5 separate regions of the Mus musculus genome follow, and regions 2, 3, 4 and 5 are each linked to region 1. A link is a contact called in public HiCAR-type, HiChIP or PLAC-seq and promoter capture Hi-C data. All regions are on one chromosome and are shown on one strand. Each heading gives the region's core, a stretch centred on a gene start, on an enhancer-like site or on the middle of the called end of the contact. The rest is flanking DNA. Distances are from core to core; before and after follow the strand shown.

Region 1 (2,700 bases), core at 168-2,667:
CACACGTTTATTGGGAGAGCTTGATTGTAGAGGCGAAAGACCCTGAGCCCAGAACTGGCGCTGCTTACATAGGCCTAGGAGAGGTGTATCTCACATCTGATTGGTTAACTTGTCTTGGCAAAAGAACCTTCACTGCCTATGTATGTGTGGTGGCCAGCAGTAGCCAACTGCCACTCTGCAACTGCCACTCTGCAACTGCCACTCTGCAACGGCTTCCCACAGAAAAAAGAAAGGGTGAGCTCACTCAGCAGTAAGTCTCAGAGGTTGGAAACATTCTAGGCCTAGATAAGACTATACAGAGGCTAGAAGCTTCCAGGACTAGGCCTAAGTTAACACAGTAAGCCTCAGAGACAACAATTACAACAGGAGACTAGAAGATACTATTACAAAATATTTTTTAAGAAATGGGTAGGACTGGTGAGATGGCTCAGTGGTTAAGAGCGCCTACTGCTCTTCTAAAGGTCCTGAGTTCAAATCCCAGCAACCACATGGTGGCTTATAACCATCCTTAACGAAATCTGATGCTCTCTTCTGGAGTGTTTGAAGACAGCTACAGTGTACTTACATATAAAAAAAATAAATAAATAAAAAATATTTTTAAAAATGGGTAAACACATTAAAGCAGACTAGTTACCTGTCCTGTGGTGAGTCCTTGTCCTGTCATAAGTACCAAAAGCTCTCCTTTCACCCTCAGGATATTCCAGGTTGGATGGATTTGTTTGGACATCATTTTTGAGTCTTTGCTCATTTACTTACCACATAGCCTCGGAAGGAAAGGAGAGAGGGAAATAAACGGGAGGAAAGCAGAAGCAAGCACATGGAGCAGGAAACATGGAGGGAGGTCTCCAAGCCTGCCGGCTTCCCAGCCCATCAGCCCTCGCTTCCCCAGCTTGACAGGTCTTTGCACCATCAGCGCACAGGCAGCTGGAGGCCAGATAATCTGGCCATGAGTCTACGGGCACTCACGATCACGTGAGTCTGAACCCGAATGATTAAAGAGATAAAGTTCTGGAAAGTGGAGCATGACAGCACGGGCCTGTAAACACTCCTCAGCAGGCTGGGTCAGGAGCTCGAACCCAAATCCCGGCTGGGTTACAGAGTGCGTTCAAGGCCAGTGGAAGCAGCTTTGTGGAGACTCCATCTCAAAATAAAAAGCAGGCTGGGAGGTGGGAATGGGATGAGAAAGGATAACGGGAGGTGGGAACGATAAAAATGTAGTCATGTATGGAACTGTCCAAGAATAATATAAATTAAAACCAACAAACAAAAAAGTAGAGCGTTTGGTTAGGGGGCTTGAAGCCGTGTGCTCAACTTACATATGAAGGAAGGAAGGAAAGAAGGGAGGTGGGAGGGGGCAGGGGTGGAGAGAGAAGGGTGGTGTGAGCATAGAAGATAGTGCTAGGGAAACTCGGGGCCTGAGACGCCAACATGGCCTCTCCCAGGGAAGTCCCGTATGCTTCCAATTTAGGGACAGCCTTGTGGTGTGGGCCCGAGACTCCAGGGCTGCACAGCTTCTAGTATCCCCATTCTCATCCCGATGCAGTCCTTTAGATAACTGAAGACGGTGGAAGTAAGGATTCCCCACGAATGACTGAGTAAAAGCAGCGTCAGGTCAACCAAGAGTGGGCAGAAAGCAGTCAGCCCAGGCGAAGCCTTTGGAATGGGAGGTTGTAGACTGTCACAGCCTTCCGCTCAGTGATGGCACCGGGAACTGTGGCCTGGATCACCCTGATCCCCAAGAATCTAAGTTAGGTCTGCTGGGTGTGGGGGGAGCAGCAGCGCCTTGGAGAGGACTGATCTGCAAAAGGAAAAGTAGAGGCGTCCGCACCCGAGAAAAGGGGTGTCACGATTATGTGGCTGGTGGGGTGTCACGATTATGTGGCTCTTGGCTTGTCAAAAATGGGAACGTAGTCAGTGTTTTTAAGCATCAGTGTGGACTTAGGGTGAACATGCAGTGTGCGTGCGCTTCGTGGATGTGTAGTTTGTTCTCCGGGGGTGGGGCTGGGGGAGGAGTTCCTGACACTGAGATTTTCCAAAAAAAACGATTCTGACTTTTCTGCAGACTCTATCCCATCGCTTACATGAAACTTACTGGAATCAATTCCCACAGCCAGGTCTCTGGGAAAGACTTGGAGTCCTCTGAGAGCCCTCTGTCTGCGGGCGATGGCGATAGCGATGCCAACCCAGCCTTCGGGGCAATACCGCCATCTGCTGACGAGGCTAAGAAGAAAATACAGGAAAACAAGACTCCCATTATGATCTGGGAGATTGGTAAGAAATTCAGAGCCAACCAGAGAACTCACTCATACAAAGAAAAGGACCGCCACGGAGAGGAGAAGTCAGAAAGGCCACCGGGGAAGTACGGACAAAGAGTTGTGATCAGAGACTGAACAGATACGGGATCCAGGCTTCAAAGGCTCTTCCTGGAGAGATATTCTGGAAATGTCCTGCATCTACGACACAGAACCAATCTGAAGTGGCAGACTCGGTCTGAGAGCAGAGCTGGTTTTCAGGGTCCAGGGTCCCACAGCTTACCTCCCTGAGTGGCAGTGCTGTCGAGTGGAGGGTAGCAACTGCCATCTCCTGGCTTCTTGACTTTGGCATCTAGTAAAGTTTTCAAGTGCATGTCCTGACCATAGAGACCAACAAATGATGCGTCAATGTGCCCAATGAGGTCTAGCTAGCTCAGCCACAAATGTA
Region 2 (2,700 bases), core at 10-2,509, 1.2 Mb before region 1:
GCCAGTCACTACTGGAGTGGACATAGCACTGGATCCCCTGGATCTAGAGTTACAGATAGTTGTGAGCTGCTATGTGGGTGTTGGGAATTGAACCCAGGTACTTGGCAAAAACAAATGCTCTTAGCTGCTGAGCCATCTCTCTAGTCCCCAGTGGGGGGGAGAGGGGGAATTAAACAGTATATATATTTTTAAACAAGTGACATCCTGGCCCTTTCACCTTACACAGTCACAGGCTTTAGCAGACTTGACATTTCTGTCTCAGCTGTGTGAGGACCTTCTGCAGAGATTTAAAGACTGCCATGTCCTGTCGGTGTTAGTGATAAAAGAAAGGCATATATGATGTGAGCAGGTCTTAGCCTAGCACCTCGCTGTCTTATCCAGTCACTAAGGAGCAAGGGATTCTAGGAAAACTTGGGAGAGAGTTCAGAAGGTAGAGAACTGGACGAAGTAAAACCATGAAGACTGAGTATAAATGTGGAAGAGATAGGAAATCCTGCCTGAAGCACAGATAATTGGTGATTTATGAGTCTGTGTAAAATTATATAATAGGAAGTCAGGTGTGGTATTGCACTCCTTTAATTCCCGGCACTAGGGAGGCAGAGGCATAGTTCAAGGCCAGCCTGGTCTACAGAGTGAGTTCCAGGAAAGCCAGGGCTACACAGAGAAGCCCTGTGAAACACAAACAATATAAATAAACACATAAAAATACATATTTAAATGTATTTACTTTTTGTATATTATAAAGCATCAGTTCTTACATTGGTTCAGTACTGTTTTGAAGAATTGCATGACATGTGCATGGCTTTGTTTTTATGACATCCTTATTTATATAAACAATGCAGGATCCAGGAGTTTATGTAACTCACTTGTGTGTTGATGGTTCACCTACCTAATACAAAGCACAGATCAGATCTACCTCTGCCCTGACACTCCTTTCAGCCAAAAAAAGTGCTTTCTTTGGTTTGACAATGTTTTTGTGACTTATTTGTCGTGTGACCTATGTCACCTGTAAATAGAGTAATAGTCCTTAACTCATAGAGATGAAGAAATAACAGACAGAAAGCGCCTTTCCATTCTGCCACACTTTATAGCAGCATCGAACCCAGGAAGAGGAAATAGCCAGCTCCATAGTTTTCTTTTTCTTTTTTCCCTAAGCTTCCAGCAGACCCTTCTCAACGGACTCCTTCAGAGGTTAATAATAAAGGTGCAGGTAGCTCCACCTCCTAACTGGAATTTCTTCCGTTCGTCCTCTTCCGGTTAGCGAAGGAAGGATCACATTTCTCAGGACAAAGGCATTTCACTAATGGTTTAGCTTCCTCATCTTTTCCACCCCAAAGCTGGCGACCCAGTGCGTTCTCTCTGGAAGATGGCAGTCTCTGGGCGCGAGAGGTTCCCCGAAGCTTCACAGACCCAAGAGCCCAGGACTACAACTCCCAGAATCCTTCGCTCCAGCGTGCGCGTGCGTCGTAGTGGCTAAGAGGGGTGGAGAGGAGGTGTCCACCGTCGTGGGTTCCCCGTGCAGGTCTTCTGTTGTCGCGCTCTCTACTCTGGGAGTTTCGGTGCTTTTAGCACCGGTCCAGGGACAGGAGGAACTAGTGCTGGGCCTTCGGCAGCACTAGTCTTGAACAGACAGTCTTGAACAGGCCAGTGCCCCAAGGGTTAGGCTGTCAGTGAGCGCAGGCTGTGCCCGGGTCCAGCTCCTTCCTGGTCCTTCCTTAGGAACAGACCTGGAGAGGCGCGGAGGGGAAGAGTGCGAGGCTTGCGGGACATCTACCAGGCCCAGTCCGAATTTCCAGGAAGCTCCCGAGAAGCTGTCCTCCTGACGTGTGAGGAGACCTGGTCGAACCCAGGCTGGCTATGAAGAGCGACGCCTCGACGTCTGCAGCCCCTTTGAAAGGGCTCGTGGGCCCTCTGCGGAGCAGCGAGCCCGCGCTCGCCCTCCCCGCTGTGTCCCCCGCGGTGCACCTGCTGGAAGAGGCGTCCGACCTGTTGGTGGTGCACCTGGACTTCCATGCCGCACTAGAGACTTGCGAACGAGCCTGGCAGAGCCTGGCGGAGGAGCCCGTGAGTGGCACGTACGTGCTGAGCTATGTTCCGTTCTGGATCCTTTTGGGGAGGAACTCGGGTCTCTGAATATCTGGCATTGTGAGACTGCGCCAACCACACACCTTGCTTTCCCTAAGGGATCCTCTTTGAGAGAGGCTGGTTGCTCATCCTGCACCCGTGAGACTGTACAATGAAGTCAAATCATGCAACAATTTGGAGGGACGCCACAGTCAATTCTTGGCTCACCTTTTCAGTGCAGGACAGGGTAGATGTCTTTTAAGTGTTCAGTCGTGAGGAGGTTCAGTAAGCAGGTAGCAGCCTTCTTTGGGAACACACCTCCTATTTAACCTAGCCTTGGCAGGTTATAGAAAATGGGGGGTAGAGCGGGGTGTCAAGGCAAGAAGCACACTGTTCTGGTCCTGTTGCAGGACTGAGTGAATTATCTTTAGATTGCTCTGTCTAATGCATTGGCCTCCTCTGACAGCTGGAGGGCACCATTTCTCTGTGGAGTAAACCTTCCTAAGAGCTGTGTGAGGCCACGCTAATGGCGGGAGTAGTCAGAATAGTTAACTGAAGAAAAGCAAACACTAGAGAGACTTGACTGTGGTTTTAGAGGGATGAAGGTTGCACACCCGAATGTTGAGGGCTTTGCTT
Region 3 (2,700 bases), core at 108-2,607, 1.2 Mb before region 1:
TTGGGGTAGGCAGTTCCAGCTTGGAGGCCGTGTATCAGTGGGAAGTGTTTTCAGTACTTTCTCACATGCAAAGATGATTAAAACATGTATCCTCTCCTCAAGAAACTCATAGACAAATACATGAAAGGTGAGCCAACAGAATAAACTACTACCTAGATAAGTTTTACTCTGCTGCTTCCTGAGCACAGAAGCAAAGGTGTGTCTTCATCTATGTTTGGAAACAGAGCCAACATCTGGCCACAGCAGCTCCACCTACATCTTGAAGAACTCTTAACTTCCCACAGTGACTTGTGTGGTGGGAAGTTGCCAGAGAAAAGAGGGAGGGAAGAAAAGCTGGGTTATATCTCTTAAGTATGAAGTGGCCCTTGATAGGGAATTCCATGTCGCAGTTCAGGTGTAAGAACCATCCAACCCCAACCGACTTGGAGACAAAGGGACTTGTGGAGCCTGTTAGTAATGTGGGCAACTAGAGAGGCTCTTAAGCTGAGCATGGTAGCACACACTTTGGAAGCAGAGGCAGGTGGGTGGAGCTCTGTGAGTTCCAGGCCAGCTTGGTTTACAAAGCAAGTTCCAGGACAGCCAGGGTTACAGGCTAGGTGAGCCCCTATCCTCACCCAACTAGATGGAGGGTGAAGAAATCCTTTGCTCTTCAGTGTCATCTGTGGCCACTAAGAGGAGGTCCTAACAGGGCAGAGGCAGTGAGAACCCTGATGTTCTGGGGTACATGCAAAGTGACACATTTGGGGATTACGTAGGAAAGGCTCTTGTAGGAGTGGGTCAGGAGGAGAGACTTGAGAATCATGGAGATATTCTGAGAGTATTTAAAATAGTGCTGAATCCCTGAATCTACTATGGAGGGCTTGCAGCAGATGCAGATGCAGATGCAGAGGCATACCATCTTCTGACTTCTCCAGTAACCAGGCAGGCAGTGGTGGAAGCAGAAGCGTGGGCTCTGACCACGGGCTGGTCTGATCCTGCAGGCTCTCCTGGACTGAGGTGACCGGCTAACAGATTAGTGTCTTCCCACCACACCAGCCAGTGTTGGCAGCAGGACGACTATGAACATTTGGGGGGAGAAACAAGCATTTGTTTTGGAGTATTTTTCCACTGCTTTCCAGTGGCCTCGGAGTGGATGCGGGGTTTGTATGCACACGTGTGTTGCGGTCACAGGACTGCTTCCTGGACTGCAAGGCTCAGGAGCTCAGTGGCAGCTCCGGGCATGAGAAGCAGCCAGGCTGGACTAGGGAGCCTCTGGTGGGAGGGGAGGTGCCATTGTGACCTACCCAGGTCCCTCCCCTCCGCGGGCACTGTGATGCTGCAGGGCAACTGCTGGCCCAGCATGTCTGTCTCAGGCCCCCTCCCTCGCAGTGTGTCACAACCGCGGAGGCGGCCGTATCTGGAGCAGTTGGGGTGGGCAGGCCCAGCTGGGAGGCGAGCGGGCGAAGAGAGCGGCCACGATGGTGAGACTTCCCCGCCCGGGCTGGCCCCGGACGCGCGCAGGTGCCGGGGAGAGAGCTGCGGGGCCACGGGGTAGCTGTGGGGTGGCTTTGGATCTACTGGGCTCCAAGTCTCCTGGAGGGTCTGTGGGTCAGTTCAGGGTCAAGGGTCTTGTTTCCCAGGGGTGAGAATATTTTGTAGAGAATGTAGAGAGCAGGGGCTATTGGATCCTTAAAGGGACCTAAGACCGATCTGCGCTCGCTAAAGAGAGGAGGGCGAACCTGGAGAGCTCGGTGGAGAGATACGTTAGAATCTGGGGGAGTAGCCACTCGTGGACCAGAGTGAGAAGAAATGGGATGCCGAGGGATTCTGGACAGGTGGTCTGGACCTGGGTGGCCTGGGGGAGTAGTCTCCAAACCTAATCAAAAGTGGCACGTTCCCGGGGTCATTCTCCACCCTCATCACCCGGCCATCGGCTATCGGCTTGGGTTTAGGGCAACTTCAATTCGAGCTGGGTGTTATGGACCCAAGACGTTTCCCAGGTGCCTGTCACCAGTGCTGGCTCCTCGGCCATCGGCTTGGGTTTGGGGCACCCTCAGTTTCAGCTGGGTCCAAACCAGCTTCGCAAGCGCCTGGCGCTGGAGCAGGCTCCTCACCTTTCCCGGCGGTCAAAGTCAAAAAGACTTTGGGACTCAGAAGTTTGGGACCCAGATACCAGGGGACCTAAGCCGTTTCATTTTATTTTCTATTCTGGCTTCCAGGCAGCAACTCTTCTTCATTAGTTGCTGTCTCCACTAGCGGCTGCTACCTTCACAGCCCCTCAGAGCGAGCTTTACAGCATCTCTGCCAAAGCCCCTGGGAAGCTCCCCTGCGGGGGACTAACGTTGGCCTCAATCATTGCTCTCCCGCCCCCCTCCCCCCACGCCAGGAAGCCCTGGTGTGTCCGCAGTGAAGTGGGACAGAAAGGTTAGAGTGGAGAGGGGTGGGCAGAATAAGAGTATCTCACAGGCCAAGGTCAGGTTCTCTGAGCCACTTGCTCTGGTGTCAGTGACAGAACAGCCAGGCCAGAACCTTCCTTCTCTCCTCCCCACCTCTTTTCTCCCTCCCCCATCCCCTCCGCCCTCCTTTTCCCCTCCTCCTGCCACCCCTCCTCCTCCCCTCTGGCTGTTCATTTGGGAGATTGCCCAAGACTTTCTGGCGCTGGCTCTCCTGTCAGCCCTACCTCTAAGCCTATCCTATCACTCGCCAAGCATGCTTCCAGAC
Region 4 (2,760 bases), core at 234-2,733, 1.1 Mb before region 1:
CAAATTTGCAGCCTCTCTTTGAGAATCCTTTAATCTTTTTTCTTCACACCATAAGATGAGACAGATGGATGTTAGGAAGGAAGAAGAAAAGAGGCTTCCGAAACACAAGAATAATTTCCAGAGGCTGGAGAGGTGGCTCAGTGGTTAAGAACTCTAGTTGCCCTTCCAGAGGACCTGGGTTCGAGTCCTAGCACTCTCACTACGTGGGCCCACATCTGCTTGGAAGTCCAGCCTCAGGGGATCTGACACCCTCTCCTGCCCTCCAAGGGCACCCACATAGATATACACATACACAGACGTATACACATAAATAAAAGTAGAAGATACAATCTTTTTTATTAAAAAAAAAGTCTCCAAGAAGCTCATTCTGAATAATTCTTAAACAGCATCAGTAGCTATTCATGAACTGGCTACATTATCAGATCCACTCTCTCCTGAAATCTCCTGCAACTTTCCAAGGTGCGCAACACTGTCTTCATCTTATAGCTGCAAGAATGAGAGTTTCCAGAAGCTGTGTGCTCTGCTCAAAACTCCAAGCTCCCGAGTGACAGATGTGGTGCTTGGCCCCTGTGCTGCCTGGCACCAAAGCTTACACAGTGTCCCCCTGCACTGCCTCGCAGCAGGTGGTGAACCCAAGACTGCGCTCTAGTCTTGGGACTCACAGCTGAAGGAACAGCCGGCCACCTCCGAGGGTCATCCCTGCCTGGAAAGAAAGTCCTGTGACTAGCTGTCTGCCTCCCATTGCCAAATCTTCCCTGATGACTTTGCTTTAAACCTTGGCATTTCATTGATTGCAGCTAAAAAAAAAGTTCTCGAACATTGTCAAAGAATTCAAACAATACTGGAGCTTCAAAAGGAAGAGAAAAATCTCCTTAACTACCGTTTCCTAACCCAGCTCTGTTCTGAGTGCAACCACTATTAACTCAGAAACCTTTTCCAGACGTTTCAACATTGTGTGTGCACATACGTGCGTGTGTCTGTGTGCATGTTGGATATTTTACTGACTTCTCACAGTTCAGTAATCTAATGTGTGGTTATTGTTGTTTTCCTAAATCATTGTCCCTTCTAGAATGCCATTTGGAACCCGATAAGGTTGGTATACTTTTAAATTAATCCTAATAGCACCTCACCAAATAAGCACCTACTACTGACTGCTTCCCAGGAGTCCTTGAGTTGTGGGAAGACAGGGCAACTGGCTGATCTCTTTATGGAGATCCCAGAGTCAGGGGGAAGGGCAGACAAGCTGTGGCAAGACACATGCTGTAGTAGAATCACAAGCAACCGGCTGAACTGCCAGGGCGGACAGAGTCCCCAGGCCAGGGAATCACTCATGTGCGGATTGTCTGGTGGCCGAGGGGGAGGGGAGAACGTGGGAGGGGGAAGGCAGGAGGCGGAATGTGGGCCGGGTCAAGTTTAGGATTACATGCACCACAGGGCGGTCTCCAGCCACGCTTTAAATAGCCAGCCCCTTCCCTGGCCCCCTGGAGAATTCTCCGACAAGACCTCAGGCAGAAACTTCACCAAGGTTCGGAATATTCTCTGCTCTTTCTCTCTTTTTCCTGTTTCTGGGCCTCAGAATGTAGGTTGGTGGGATCCATGGATTTACAACCATGATGTCCTCTGGATGGTGTTCTTGGTTCGCTCCTGGGTGTGCAGGTGCAAGCATTTTCTGCTATTCTCTTGACATTCTGAAAGGGGTGGCTCATGACTTAAGGGTGACAGAGGAGGGGTCGAGAATTCTAGTTGGAGAGGAGAATGATTGAGTTTCAGGGTGAATATAGAATTCATCTCTCCACTCAAGCCTCACAGCTGAGTCTACGCCAATGTTCCCACTGTCACAGACCAGCAAACTAAGGCTGCGTTACTCATTAACCTCAGGGGTCAGGCAGGGTGCTAGGGACGGCTGTGGTCTGAACCCGGCATGCCTGAACCCGTGCTTTCTCCACTGCTCCTGAGAAGCACGGGGCTAAGAGGCAGAAGGTTACTGCTTGGTTGCTGGAAGGGGGATGAGGCCAAGTGGGATGGCTTTGCCTCACAGGAAGGCATCCCTGTGATGGTTAGGAAGCGAGGCCAGGATCAGCATGAGGCCGAGAAGATCAGGTCAGTCAGGTGAGAAACAACACCTTGACTTTCACCTTCTTGTCCACAGCGAATTTGGATCCCACTCCCCAGCTTGTCAAATAATCAGAGATGTCTTCTATTCCTGGCCCTTTGGGCTGACTTTTCTGGTCCCTAGGGTTGCAGATAGAACCTAAGGGAAGTCTCTGGCTTGGAGAGGTTTCTGGTGAGAAGGTTCCATACTCTGAACTTGTTTGGGGGTTCGGAGAAAGCCCACCTGCTTAGTTCTCTACAAAGAGGCCACTCTAAATCAACCACAGGGCCTGAGTTACACAGTCTGAGCACCCAGGAATCACCTTAAGTTTATGTTATAGATCAAGTCCTTGGAGAAGCTGGGCCATTAGACCTTGTCTCAAAACAAACAAACAAACAAACAAACAAACAAACACAAAAACTAAAACAAAGACCTAAACAAGAGGAGCCATTGCACAAAGCGAGGAAGGAGTCACTAACATTAAGTGTGTTGATAAACCAAGGCAGCGAACAAGAGCTCATTGGTAGAACCAAAAGAGCAGTAAGTGCAGAGTGACTTCAAGTCTCCATACGATTGACTACCTAGGTGGCAACAGTGACTTGACTTAACAGAGCAGCGGCTGCAGGTATTTTATGTACCATCATTTTCTCAACAATGACAGGGTTGGT
Region 5 (2,700 bases), core at 127-2,626, 1.1 Mb before region 1:
TAGAACTCTACAGGTACGATATATTGATCAAACTATCACATTTTATAACATCCTCTTTTCATCCTCCCCCCCCCCCCCACCAGTTTTTGATGTTCCTGTTTTTGGATACAACCAAACAGATAGAAGAAGAAGAAGAAGGAGAAGAAGAAGAAGAAGAAGAAGAAGAAGAAGAAGAGGAAGAAGCTGGTCACATAATTGATTGATTTGCAAATGTATTGGAGACTTAATGTATTTGTCCATGATATGTGCAGATGCCACATTGTCTACCTCAACCACTGATCAAGAGACTTTGTTTTACCCTGAGGGCCATACCCCACTTTCTATTTCCAAACATGGACATCTTGGTTTATTTTCAACAGCTGTGTATAACTCATGCTTCACACACACACACACACACACACACACACACACACACACACACACACACACACACACACTATAGGCAGGCAGACATATTTGTATATCTTACGTTGAACTACAATAGCAAAACAGAATATAGACTCTTCCAGATTTCATAAAGTCCTGGTAGCTTTCGATTAGGGGTATGTATCTCTCTGTCATCTTTGTCCAGTGCTGGGGGTAGGGAGTGGAGGACCCCTCTCAGAACAAGCGCATGGGGAAACCTCATTCTGACTAGCCCAGCAGCTAACAGATCCCCCTCTCCCTCAACTTATAGCCTCATATACAAGATACATCTGTAAAGAGCTAGCAAGCATTTCATGTATGTACATCCCAGAGCCTCCAAACCCGGCTCGGCTTAGACTGTATTTGTTCCTCGCAGAGCTGTACCTTCATGGCCACCTCGTGTGCTAACTGCAATGGTCTGCTATTTTCCACAAATGGTGGGACTGGTCAGAGGTCCCGTTAGAATGTTGCTTTCAGCACTTAGCCATTTGTCGTCCTGAGTTAGTCATAACCTCTTTGATAAAATAAAAACATTTTATCCTATAGAATTGGGGTTAAACGTAGAGGCACAAAAGAACATTGTGCAGATAAACTTATCTTCAGTGTTTAAGGATAAGCCTGGCAATTAACAGAGATGAAGTAAATGTTATCGCTGTCTCCTTACCCCCTGGGGACAGCCTCAGCAAGGGAGTTATCTGCTGCTGGCTTTCAGAGCAGAAGGTACAGCAACTGGGAGTATTTCCAATCTTAACATTGCAGATGAAAAAAGAGAGCGTATCCAGGAGTTACCGGGCCAGGTCCGGCTTGTCGTGTCCTGGTGTAGGCGACTGGACTGCGGGTTCTGTAGGGGCGCGTACAACCGCTCCGCCCGCCCGCCCGGTGCCTGAGTTTCGCTTTCCTTTGGATCTAGGGGAAAACGAAAGCTTGGCGGTGAGGGGGGCGTGGCCAGGCGTGCAGAAGGCTTGGCCGGCAGTGCCAGGGCGGCTGTGCCTAGGGGACAGCAGACACTCCTGAGCTGAGAGGCTGGGAGGCAGCAAGACTGCTCTGCTCCGCGGTGCCGCGTCCTCTTCTGTAGCCCTTTGCAGATGCTGCTCGGTCTTCGCTCTTTGGCTTGACTCCGTGCTTGAGGCAAGTTTGGGGCTAACTTTGAAAGTGTCCTTTATCCGCCAGAACTTTGCTTATACATCTCCAGATGATTAGGAATTTCCTTGGGTTCTGCAAATAGTGGCGGTCTGTATTCTTGGCATGTATATACTGGGCCAATGGATTTGCTTCCCAAGCATTTATATTATTCAGACTGTAGTCGTGATTTATGTTTAATTTAAAAAAGTAATTACCAAAGTGGCTTGTTAAAAATTCAAACAATGCAGACAGATGTGTAGAGTTGTTTCTCTTAATTTGCAACTCAGTATCATTTTTATGTATACTTTATCAGAAACATTTCTAATGGATATCTTTAACATTGCTCTGTGTCTTGCTTCTTGTTCTGTGCCTTTCTAGACCAGTATTTTAACTGATGCGTTGTATGAGAAGTGCGGATTTAGTTAAATAATTCATGGACATTTAGGTTCGGTCCTGTTTTTCCTGGGATAGACGTTTTATCAACAAATATCATTTTTATGCTCTTGTGCAAATACTCAGTCACACGTTAGGAGAAACTCCTAAAATAGAAACCAGCGGACTGAGAAACCGGAGAGATTTTTGTCCAGTATCATAAGTCAGGGTGCTTTAGACCTGTTCCCTGGCCTGTTTTTCCATCTTCTGTAAAGAAAGCTAAATATACCTTTAAGAAAAAACAACAACAAAAACCAAACAAACAAAAAAACACAACCTCCCCCAACTCCCCTGGAAGTCCAAGTTTGTGGTGTTTCAAAATTACAACTTAACTTCATACTTAATATCTTTAGAATTAACTCAAAAAGTGAGGCAAATATTTCAGAACATTTTTAGAATGTTTCCTGTGAAGTGTCCTTTGTGTGTTTGAATACCGTCACCTCCTTTGTTCATAAGAACTAACTGGGCAGAAAGTGGCGTAGCAGATGAGGTGTATGCTCCCTTCTGACTCACTACGCACTAGCAGAAGACTTTAAAAAGAGAGAGAGCTTTTTGCTTGCTCTCTCTCTCTCTTTTTCTTCTTCTTTTTTCACTCTGGAAAACCGTGCTTCATGGTCTTGGCACTTTTACGCAACATGATGTTTATAAGGAAGAAAATCACGTTGTCTCCCAATTGAGTGTATCATGTGACTGGGCTGTGGCCAGAGCCCCAATGGGCACATGAAAGGTGTATCAGCATCT

The links. Promoter capture Hi-C pulls out the DNA fragments that hold promoters and counts their contacts. HiCAR-type assays count read pairs that join an accessible place to other places. HiChIP or PLAC-seq counts read pairs in DNA pulled down with a chosen protein or histone mark.
Region 2: a promoter capture Hi-C map of 3T3-L1-derived adipocytes shows a contact between it and region 1, with 2.7 times the contacts expected there. The contact joins the promoter of Pex26 here to the promoter of 1700063H04Rik in region 1. A contact is called at or near these places in 5 of 39 promoter capture datasets (the 3T3-L1 cell line, 3T3-L1-derived adipocytes, cranial neural crest and 2 more), 1 of 15 datasets of contacts at CTCF or cohesin (large pre-B cells), 1 of 484 Hi-C or Micro-C datasets (the N1E-115 cell line) and 2 of 115 datasets of contacts at active chromatin or transcription factors (embryonic stem cells and stem cell-derived neural progenitor cells).
Region 3: an H3K27ac HiChIP or PLAC-seq map of embryonic stem cells shows a contact between it and region 1, with 6 times the contacts expected there. The contact joins the promoter of Tuba8 here to the promoter of 1700063H04Rik in region 1. A contact is called at or near these places in 1 of 39 promoter capture datasets (second pharyngeal arch cranial neural crest), 1 of 115 datasets of contacts at active chromatin or transcription factors (embryonic stem cells) and 1 of 9 other capture datasets (embryonic tail).
Region 4: a contact with region 1 is called in a promoter capture Hi-C map of trophoblast stem cells, with 11 times the contacts expected there. The contact joins the promoter of Slc6a13 here to the promoter of 1700063H04Rik in region 1. A contact is called at or near these places in 11 of 39 promoter capture datasets (the 3T3-L1 cell line, 3T3-L1-derived adipocytes, the C10 cell line and 6 more) and 1 of 9 other capture datasets (liver).
Region 5: a contact with region 1 is called in a HiCAR-type map of astrocytes, with 4 times the contacts expected there. The contact joins the promoter of Usp18 here to the promoter of 1700063H04Rik in region 1. A contact is called at or near these places in 5 of 39 promoter capture datasets (cranial neural crest, hippocampal neurons, pre-B cells and 2 more), 1 of 484 Hi-C or Micro-C datasets (cortical neurons), 1 of 115 datasets of contacts at active chromatin or transcription factors (astrocytes) and 1 of 9 other capture datasets (pancreatic islet).

The regions. Positions count from the first base shown.
Region 1 is chr6:122,389,962-122,392,661 of GRCm38.p6, forward strand. It overlaps 1700063H04Rik (RIKEN cDNA 1700063H04 gene), which reads left to right and starts at 1,418. Exons shown (of 2, transcript NR_152109.1): 1 at 1,418-1,570; 2 at 2,063-2,700. RefSeq lists an enhancer at 2,644-2,700.
Region 2 is chr6:121,182,408-121,185,107 of GRCm38.p6, forward strand. It overlaps Pex26 (peroxisomal biogenesis factor 26), which reads left to right and starts at 1,260. Exons shown (of 5, transcript NM_028730.6): 1 at 1,260-2,075. The coding sequence starts at 1,858.
Region 3 is chr6:121,209,377-121,212,076 of GRCm38.p6, forward strand. It overlaps Tuba8 (tubulin, alpha 8), which reads left to right and starts at 1,358. Exons shown (of 5, transcript NM_017379.2): 1 at 1,358-1,460. The coding sequence starts at 1,458.
Region 4 is chr6:121,298,805-121,301,564 of GRCm38.p6, forward strand. Slc6a13 (solute carrier family 6 (neurotransmitter transporter, GABA), member 13) reads left to right here and starts at 1,484. Exons shown (of 15, transcript NM_144512.3): 1 at 1,484-1,525.
Region 5 is chr6:121,244,530-121,247,229 of GRCm38.p6, forward strand. Usp18 (ubiquitin specific peptidase 18) reads left to right here and starts at 1,377. Exons shown (of 11, transcript NM_011909.2): 1 at 1,377-1,533.